Regions from separate parts of the Rattus norvegicus genome. Here region 2 is linked to region 1. Evidence: chromatin contacts called from public Hi-C data. All regions are on one chromosome and are shown on one strand. Each heading gives the region's core, a stretch centred on a gene start, on an enhancer-like site or on the middle of the called end of the contact. The rest is flanking DNA. Distances are from core to core; before and after follow the strand shown. Region 1 overlaps Zfp839 (zinc finger protein 839). Region 2 has its middle 14 kb from the start of Ankrd9.

What was found. Hi-C and Micro-C count contacts between places; a contact is called where the count stands out from the background.
Region 2: a Hi-C map of liver shows a contact between it and region 1, with 3 times the contacts expected there. The contact joins two enhancer-like sites. A contact is called at or near these places in 5 of 12 Hi-C or Micro-C datasets (the A7r5 cell line, the Rat2 cell line, liver and 1 more).

Annotation. Positions count from the first base shown.
Region 1 is chr6:135,702,350-135,707,085 of GRCr8, reverse strand. It overlaps Zfp839 (zinc finger protein 839), which reads right to left. Exons shown (of 8, transcript XR_010052386.1): 7 at 345-4,461; 8 at 1-229. It overlaps Cinp (cyclin-dependent kinase 2-interacting protein), which reads left to right. Exons shown (of 5, transcript NM_001106758.2): 5 at 1-295. Among named protein-coding and RNA genes, the nearest start is that of Cinp, 16 kb to the left of the region's middle. Within about 2 kb of position 1,540, at least 14 of the 93 cell types and tissues checked have an H3K27ac peak or open chromatin away from gene starts, as enhancers often do. A contact at or near this core is called in liver, where this site is marked.
Region 2 is chr6:135,841,051-135,845,482 of GRCr8, reverse strand. No RefSeq gene overlaps it. Among named protein-coding and RNA genes, the nearest start is that of Ankrd9, 14 kb to the right of the region's middle. Within about 2 kb of position 2,957, at least 23 of the 93 cell types and tissues checked have an H3K27ac peak or open chromatin away from gene starts, as enhancers often do. A contact at or near this core is called in liver, where this site is marked.

The DNA.
Region 1 (4,736 bases), core at 291-2,790:
CACCCACAGAGAAATAATCTTTTTAAATTTTAGTTTTACTTAGGTATTTGTGTATAGGCCACATGTACAGATGACCAGGGCAACCACAAATGGGGGTGGGGGTGGGGTCCTTGGAGCTAGAGTTACAAGAGGTTGTCGGCCACCTGATTTGGGTGTCAGAAACCAAACTCCAGTCAGTCCTCTGGAAAAACAGTTCATGCTCTTAAGTGCTCAGTCATTTCTCCTATAGCTGGAAATATATATATTTAATATATAAAATATATTAATAAAATATATTGAAATACACTGTTTTTAATCCAATAGAATTAATTGAGTATAGTGTCACAAAAATGAAAACCACTTACCAAAACTTGCTACTGCTTGCATGAAAAGATGAACAAGCCAGTGAGACGACCAATAACTGCAGCTTGTTTCCATCTGGGGCCTGGATGTGCTGTGTCTGTTTGGCTTTCTCTCAGCCATTAGCATACTGCCTAAGTCCATAGAGAACTAACATTCCTCAGGGAGAGCTGCCTGTATAGTGAGGTCAACTGGCCCTCAGGAACGACCACTTGTACTTCCTTCACTCCTTCCTGATGGGGGCGCACTAAGACCACTGTTCCCATCTGGGGGTGGGCACTCTTGGGCCACTGCGCCCATCTTTTGGGGAATACCCAAGACTACCCTGCTCCTTCTCTCGTGTCTGTGTGTATGGGCACACGAGCTACATTGCATCTGCAGTGGGTGTGGGGCCTTGCCTTCTGCCTTGATACAGAGCCTCTTGTTCACTGCTGTAAACACCGGGATACCTGGCTTGCAAGCTTGTGTTTCTCCTGTCTCAGCCTCTATCTCCTTGTAGATGCCATGGGGGTTACCTACACTTGTGCTGTGCTATGCTGCTTCTAGGGATCTGGACTCAGTTCATCAGGTTTACACAGTGAGCGCTGTGCCCTCTGCTGCTCCCTTTTCCCAGAGGACAAAGGTCCAGAGTTAGACACGTTTGCTTGAGACATGACCTCACTCCACAGCCAGGTTGATCTGGACATGCTACAGTCTTTGACCAAGCAATCTGTGGCTCATGATGCCTACTTTTAGCTTGTGTATAGCTGTCTTCTGTTTCCTGGAGTTAGCTTTCTAATGTTTTTAAGTTGTACATGTGCCTGTGTGAGCTTACGTGCACCTGGCTATAGCTGCCCAGAGACCGAAGGAGGGCGCTGGATCCTTTGGAGGTAGAACTAGAGGCAGGCAGTTGTGAGCTGTCCAGCATGAGGGTAATCAAACTCTCCTTTTCCAGACCAGTCTACATGCTTAAAGATTTCCTTACGTTTTCTGAGATGGGCCTGCTGGGTAACTAACTCATGCTGACTTCAGAATCACTACGCTCCCACCTCACCTCCAATGCTGAGATTTCAGACCCAACTTCTGTGGCTTCTCGGTGATCTGCTCCCCAGCCACCCATTAGCACACAAGAGTGCTAATGGAAAGATCAATACAGCCGAGGACAGGCAGAAACTAAGATAAACAGATATTGATCCTGCAGCGTATTTCCTATCTGAACAGCTCAGATGTCATCAGAGGTCAGTGTGGCACTTGAGGTTGAGCACAGTGGTGGATCACACACGCCTTCTACAGTCTCAAACCTGCCAAGTTCACAGGGAAGGAGACAAAAAGCTCGGACCCACCTTGCCCCGGACTGAGAAGGTCTGAGGTGACTCCACAGTGAAGACTGGGAAAGACGTGGTCGGTGGTGTCTTTTGTAAAGCATTTCAGGCAAACCACAAAGCACTGAAGATAAAATAATAAATGTCAACATGCCCCAATAGCAGATTAGGAATTCAGGCAATGGGACGTGGTAGGCTTCTGAGGAGTGGCCTGGTCCACAAGACACAGCCCTTCCTGGGTTGGTCTGATGGTCCCCAGTTCCAGGCACCCCTGTTCTGCTAGGAGACCCACCTGTTCATCCCTGTGACCCCTACTTTGAGAGTGAGAAAACAGGAAGGGCAAGGGCGGTGGGGAGCAATTCATCTTGACTCAGCACAGCACCAGGATGCCGTGCAGCTGCGTCTCAGGCGCTCAGGTCTTCCAAAGACTGCAGGAGTAAGCCAAGAACTGCTGAAGTCCAGTGCTCTCATCTAATAAGGACAAACAGCATTCTCCTTAGTCCCACAATATTGCCATGGAAACCCTCACAAAGAAATCCTGAGACAGTATGTTACAGCTGAAACATCAAAAGTGATGGGCTTCCCCGTGAGCCCTAGGTTTCTGTAGAGCCTTTTATGTCAGCACTGGAGAAGCAGAGGCAGGAGGATTCTAAGTTCAAAGCCAACCTCAGCTATAGCAAGACCCAGTCTTGGGGTGTGGGGAGAATGAACATAAACCCAAGTGGATACCTGGTGAGAAGGCTCCTTGGGTATAGGCACTCACTGTGCATGTCTGGCAACCTGAGAGCCATCCCGGAATTAGATAAAGGAAGGAAGAAAGCTGGGCATGATGGCACATACCTTTAGTCTCAGCACTCAGGAGGTAGATAGATCTCTAAGTTGGAGGCCAGCTTAGTCTACGTAGTGATTTCTAGTCAGAGCTACATAGTGAGGCCCTGTCTCAAAAACAAAACAAAAAAACCAAACAGCAAACAAAACCCCACCTGATCACACAGCCTGTCACTGTAGCTACCGGAGGCTAACAGGAGGAGCACAGATTGGAGGACTGCTTGGGCCACTTCACGAGACTGTCTTAAAGATGGAGCTCAGTGACTAAGGCTGCCCACACGTTCAAGGCTGTTTTCAATCCCCACACACATCAAGAAAGCAAATACAAATGACTTTCATTTTGACTTTTCAGTAGAACACTGCCAAATCGGCTAGCTTCCTGAAGTACAGACGTCATCTGTGGAAGAAACAGCACATCATCAAGAGCGGAGGCGGAATGATGTGGAACGGCCGCAAGGCTGGTGGGTGACGATGAAATGAAGCGTAACTGCTACAGCCACCAACCTCTCGCTGTGTAAGAGGGTCTGCATCTGCCACAGCCACATCTGCAAGTCTAGCTGCAGGAGAATCACCAATTCAGGACCAGCCAGGGCTGTGCAAACCCTGCTTCCAAACCCACAAACCTGCCTGTACTGTTCGCTATTGTGAAGAGGTCCTGAGAAACAGCGCTGGGACAGACATTACTCTTTATAAATGGTCTGTTTGTGTCAGTATTCACATTAGAAAAATACATAGCCTAAAATTGACCTTCTCTGATAAAATCCATATAAATATAGGTTCAAAGATCTGCCTGGCATGGTGGGACATCCCTGTCACACTACCATTCAGTAGATCAAGGCAGGAAGATTGGGAGTTCAAGGCCAGTCTGGACTACATGGGACCAGGCCTTAAAAAATAATGCCCTGAACACACACACACAAACACACATTCTCTCTTCTCTCTCTCTAACACACACATGTTCACATACACACCTATCATATTCCCTCTCTCTGACTCTCTCTCTCTCTCTCTCTCTCTCTCTTTCACACACACACACACACACACACACACACACAACCCCTGGCTCCTGCTCACTGAGAGCACTCTGCCTCTACAGTGAGAAAGGCTTCCATGGCTTCAAGAGTAACGCCTTCTGGTGGGCCAAACCTCAGGATAGAACCCGTTGCATTAGTCACTATGACACTGTCTTCTTCCTGAGATACTATGGTACTTGGATAGGACAAAATAAACCCATTGGAAGTCCGAATAAAAATCTGCTCCTGTCCCTGAGACAATACTTCCTGGCACACATCAGAAATATCAAAAGCCAGGGGTTCCCCTATGGCAGCCGCAGTCTCTGTCTCTCTCTGGCCATGTGTCTCCATCCTAGAGAGGAGCTGGCTTATGTCTCCAGCGTCACTTCCGACCCTGGGATCCCCACTCGTGCACAGTGATCCACCTGGTCCAGGATGAAGCACTGGCTCTGGCTCTGGCACAATCTTGGAAACACAGGCAGCTGGCAAGGTGTTCGCAGGCAAAATGCTATGCAGTGGAACGGCTGCAGCCTCTGCAAGAAGGGCATGGCTGGGAATGGCCTGCTGGCCACTGAGGTGGGTTTGGTCTGTCTCCCGGAGGTCTCCTGCCTCTGCAGTTCCCGATTCTCTAAGTTCAACTCTTCCACCTAATGATGGCGTATCACAGACACTGTTGCTCTTCCGGAGAGCCACAGAATCCTCATCTATAGTGTGTTCTGGAGCAGTCTCTTCAGAAAACACAGACTCCCGGGCTGCAGGCATCCCTCTGGGCTCGGCTACCAGGGAATGAAGAACTGACCCACTGACATCCTGACACACAAGAGTAGGGTCTGCAGAGCTGTTCCTGGCCTCAAAGTCATCGGGTGCCATCACTGGATGCCGCTGGCCCACAGGTGGTCCATTCCCATCACTGTCAGGCACCATCTCCCGACAGCTTCCTTCCGAGCAGAGAGAGCACTCAGTGGCTGCAGGCTCAGAACCTGAATCATTCAGACAAACAGCAGTCACTCCCTCAGCACCAGAACAAGCTGCCTAAATGCACTTCCCTGAAGGAGGCAGCAGTGCAGATTCTCTTTGCCACTTGAGGCTAGCAGCAGTTTACTGGTTGCTGTACTATTCACAAAGGGAGCTTTTGTATTAAAAACAAGAGAGTTTAGCAGGGTAACTTCACTGAATGAACAGTGCACCCTTTCCTGAGGGGAGCCCAAGGTCAGCTGGCTTTCAAACCAGATCCTGGGCCGACTCCCACCCCACC
Region 2 (4,432 bases), core at 1,708-4,207, 140 kb before region 1:
GGGCGTTAGATTCCCTGAAACTGAGTTACATTAGTTTACAGAGGGTTGTAAGCCATCATATAGGATCAAGGAACTGAACTAGGGTCCTCTGCAAGAGCAATAGTGCTCTTAACCACTGAGCCATCTCTCTACCCTCCCCCCACCACTGAGCCATCTCTCTACCCTTGCCCCCCCACCACTGAGCCATCTCTCTACCCTCCCCCCCACTGAGCCATCTCTCTACCCTCCCCCCTACCACTGAGCCATCTCTCTACCCTCCCCCCTACCACTGAGCCATCTCTCTACCCTTGCCCCCCCACCACTGAGCCATCTCTCTACCCTCCCCCCCACTGAGCCATCTCTCTACCCTCCCCCCTACCACTGAGCCATCTCTCTACCCTCCCCCCTACCACTGAGCCATCTCTCTACCCTCCCCCCTACCACTGAGCCATCTCTCTACCCTCCCCACCACCACTGAGCCATCTCTCTACCCTCCCCCCCACCACTGAGCCATCTCTTTACACTCCCACCCACCACTGAGCCATCTCTCTACCCTCCCCCCCACCACTGAGCCATCTCTCTACCCTCCCCCCCACCACTGAGCCATCTCTTTACACTCCCACCCCCTCCACACACACTTTTTTTGAGACAGGGTTTCATTGTTTAGACCTGGAACTCTCCTTGTAGACCAAGCTGGCCTTGAACTCACAGAGAGCTACTTGTTTCTGTCTCCCAAGTGTATTAGAAGTAAAGGTCTGTGTCACCAGCCCAGCGCAGTGATGTTTTCATTTCTCAAGTCATAGGACAGTCCAGGAGGGCGGAATGTTTGTCTCTTCCCGTCTCCTAAGGACACGGCGGTGTCTTGGTACCTAGCTGGAACACCTACCACATACAATGTTGTATCACATTATCCCGGCAAAAGTTCATCTTTAATGTTCAGGCCGCTGACCCACATACCAGTCACTGCCCACCGACCTCACTTGCCTGCCCCGCCCCTCACACGGCCCCGCCCCCTTCTCGCACGGCCCCGCCTCACCGAACCCAGGGCCTTGCGCTTCCTAGGTAAGGGCTCTACCACTAAGCTAAATCCCCAGCCCCGAGTCAGTGCTCTTAACTGCTGGGCCATCTCTCCAGCCCTGTTTTAGTTTTTGTGAGACAGGGTTTCACTTGGTGGCCAAGTTGACCTTGAACTCACAGCAATTCCCCTGCTTCAGCTTCCTGAGTTTGGGGATTACAAGTGTGAGCTACTAGACATAGTTCAGTCCCGCTCATTTGTTGGTTTGTTTTTGAGACATGGTGTTACTTTGTATCTCTGGCTGTTCTAGAACTCCTTATGTAAACCAGGCCTGTCTCTACACCCCAGGGCTGGGATTAAAGACCTGTGAGGACTACAGTTTGCCCAAATACCCTTTTCCCTCTGGGGAACCCCTCTTAGACTGTTTCTTCCGGATGTACCTCTGGGAGGTAGTAGCTTTCTGAAGAGCCTTGATGTTTTACGGTGACAGAGGTGAACACCGTATGTACTGTACACAGCCATACCTGCCTTCTAGGTGCTAGGTGGGCGCTAGGAAGCCCTCTTCTTAGGTCGTTCTGTGTTCAGTTCTTCTTCATGTGTGTTCAGCCTTCAGCCCTGCAGGCACCGGAGTCACGTAAATGTGCACCTGGGGAAGGCCAGGCCAGGCCAGAGGGGACCAGGAAAGCTCCCTGGAGGCATAGTTATCCTGCTTGGTGAGCAAGCTAAGCTGGGAGGACAGCATTCCAGATGGAGAGCACGGCTGTCTGACTGGAGGGAGAAGTGCAGAGGGCTGGACTTGGGCCGCTTTTGCCTGCAGGCAGAGTGCACTGTGCAGACACAGGCCAGTGTGTTTCTTGGTCATTCGGGTGAAAAGGTGTGTTGCCATGTCAACACAGCCGTCGCCTGCACCTTGAAGCACTGTAAACTAGGGTGTCGCACACTCAAAGCCTGGGAGCCTGTGGGAACCCAGTGGGGCTGGCAGGACGCACCTCACTACGAGGGTCATGGAGGAAACAAAGGCCAGCATCTAGCAGGATGTGGAGGGGACCCAGAGGAGTTGCAGGGTGGTAGCCAGGAGAGGGGCTGGTTCGAGTCAGGCGGCGAATTTTCGTAGCAAGGAGCCTTCGGAGGGCATATGGCTGGAGGAGTGGGGAGTAGTGTCAGCGGTGGGTCCCGAACTGGCAGACCCAGCGGAGTCCTGGAGTCCAGGCAGCCCAAGGCCTGGCACCCTCCCAGGGCCTGGAGGTTCCGCGATTCCTTCCTCTACCGCTAGAGGGCAGTGCTGGCCGCTGCTCTGCTGCACAGACAGGGATACAATGCCTCACGCTCTGGTCCCAGCCAGGGCTGCGGGACAATGTAGCCCCCTGCACGCTCCCCGTGGCCTCGCGGGTCGAATGGGCCGGCTGGACGCCCCTCCTTGCCCTGCGCCCTTGTCGCACGTCTCGTGGATCACACGAGAAAGTGAAGACGCGAGGATGCGAGCCGGTTGGGTTTTGGGCGACTGCTCTCGACTCCAGCCTGACGTGCAGGGGCCGCTGTATCACTAGGACTAGTCTGAATTGTGTGACCTGGGCTGGGCCTGACCCCACCCCGGCTCAGTTTATCCTGCTTTACTTCACTGCCTGCTCCCGCCATTCCTGAGTTGGCAGCTGGAATAGCACTCTGTAAATAAGATAGGTCGCACCAAAGACGCGGAGGTTATAGGTGCAAAGCCGGCTCTGAGCCCAGGCTGCCGGCCACAGTCCGGAGGGGGACTGACTCCTGAGGGAAGGTGAGCTCTAGGACCAGCAATGCTGTCAAAGTCAAAGATTCCCGCAGGAATCCAGGGCTAGGTGCTGGGAAGGTCAAGGGGCGAACTGACTTTCTCCTCCCAGCCTTCCTGATCCTACCATCTTCCTGGCCCCCAAGGCAACCAGAGCTTACTGGTTAGTCTCTTCTGGTAGGAACCTTATAGGTCCGGGCTGGGCCATTTCTGTTTCTGTTCCCAAAAGCCAGGCTGCGCCCTCTGTGGGCCTTTCTGACACAGCCTATGAGGGAGGAATCACCATTTCCGGCTTCAGCCCTGCTCTCCCACCCTCTACCCATTTCCTGTTCCCTCTCCACCTGGCCCTAGCTCCTTAGAGTCAGCCCCACCTACTTCCATGATTAACTCTCCACTTAGTCATCCTGGTTTATGGGGCAGTTTCCTACCCTCTTGACTGGACAGGTAGGCTCCACCCTCTGGGCTGACCACCTAGGCACGGTGCTTGGGTGGTGCGCCAGGGTGGGGGGTGGGGTGGGGGGTAGGGGTGTGTAATGGGTAGTCCTTTTGCCAAGTCACTCCAGAGGTGAAGCCATGCTCACTTCTGGGGAAGAGAACACCAGGCAGAGGGAATAGGACCTATAAAGGACCTGAAACCCTAAGGTTCTAGGGAGGTGGGGTGGAGGTTTTGGTTTGAAAAGTGGGGTGGGGACAGCTTAGAAAAAAAGAGGGGTCACATCTGACTTTGGCTGTGGCAGGTATATTTGGGGGTTTCTGGAAGAACAGGACCAGTAGAACGTATTATATTTAATATTAGTATATTATATTCAATTGTGTTTATATCTAATTATATATCATATGCATAATTACAATAGACTGCTAGGTTTGAGGTGAGAGGCCTGAACACCATTGCCATCTGCATTCTGGAGAGCAGGAGAACCAGGTCTCTGAGGGTCTGGGTCTAAGCAGCAGGCGCCTCCCACTGCATTCCCACAGCCCGAGGTAAAGACACGCACACTTCCTGGAGTCTCCAGTTGAGTGGACACTGACCCAGTGAACTGAGCAGTGCTGTGTACGTGTCTGTCATTGCAGCATTCAGAGATACTGAGACAGGAGGATCGGAGCAGGCAGTTAAGACCGGCATGGGCTAGAATGTGAGACCACCTCAAAAACAAACAAACCAATCAAACAAGCTTGCCAAAGAAACCAGGGGACACTGGCTCGGAAGAGTAGAACTTGCACACACTGGCTGGCTTTCTCCCATTTTTTTTTCTACTTTCTCGCCCCCAAGACAGGGTCTCTCTATGTGATCCTAGCTGTCCTAGAACTCCTTGTGGAGATCAGGATGGCCTCGACTTCACAGAGATCTGCCTGGTGCTGTCTCCAAAGTCTGTCTCCAAAGTGCTGGGGTTAAAGACACAAAACAGGGGCTGGAGAAATGGCTCAGTGGCTAAGAGCACTGACTGCTCTTCCCGAGGTCCTGAGTTCAAATCCCAGCAACCACATGGTGGCTCACAACCATCTGTAGTGAGATCTGATGCCCTCTTCTGGTGTGTCTGAAGACGGCTACAGTGTACTCATATATGATAAATAAAAAATTTTAAAAAATTAAAAAAAAAAGACACAAAACAGCACACGTGTCATGTCCCACTCTTACTCCGCCGAGGCCCCAGCCCATGAACGCTGCTGCACAGATC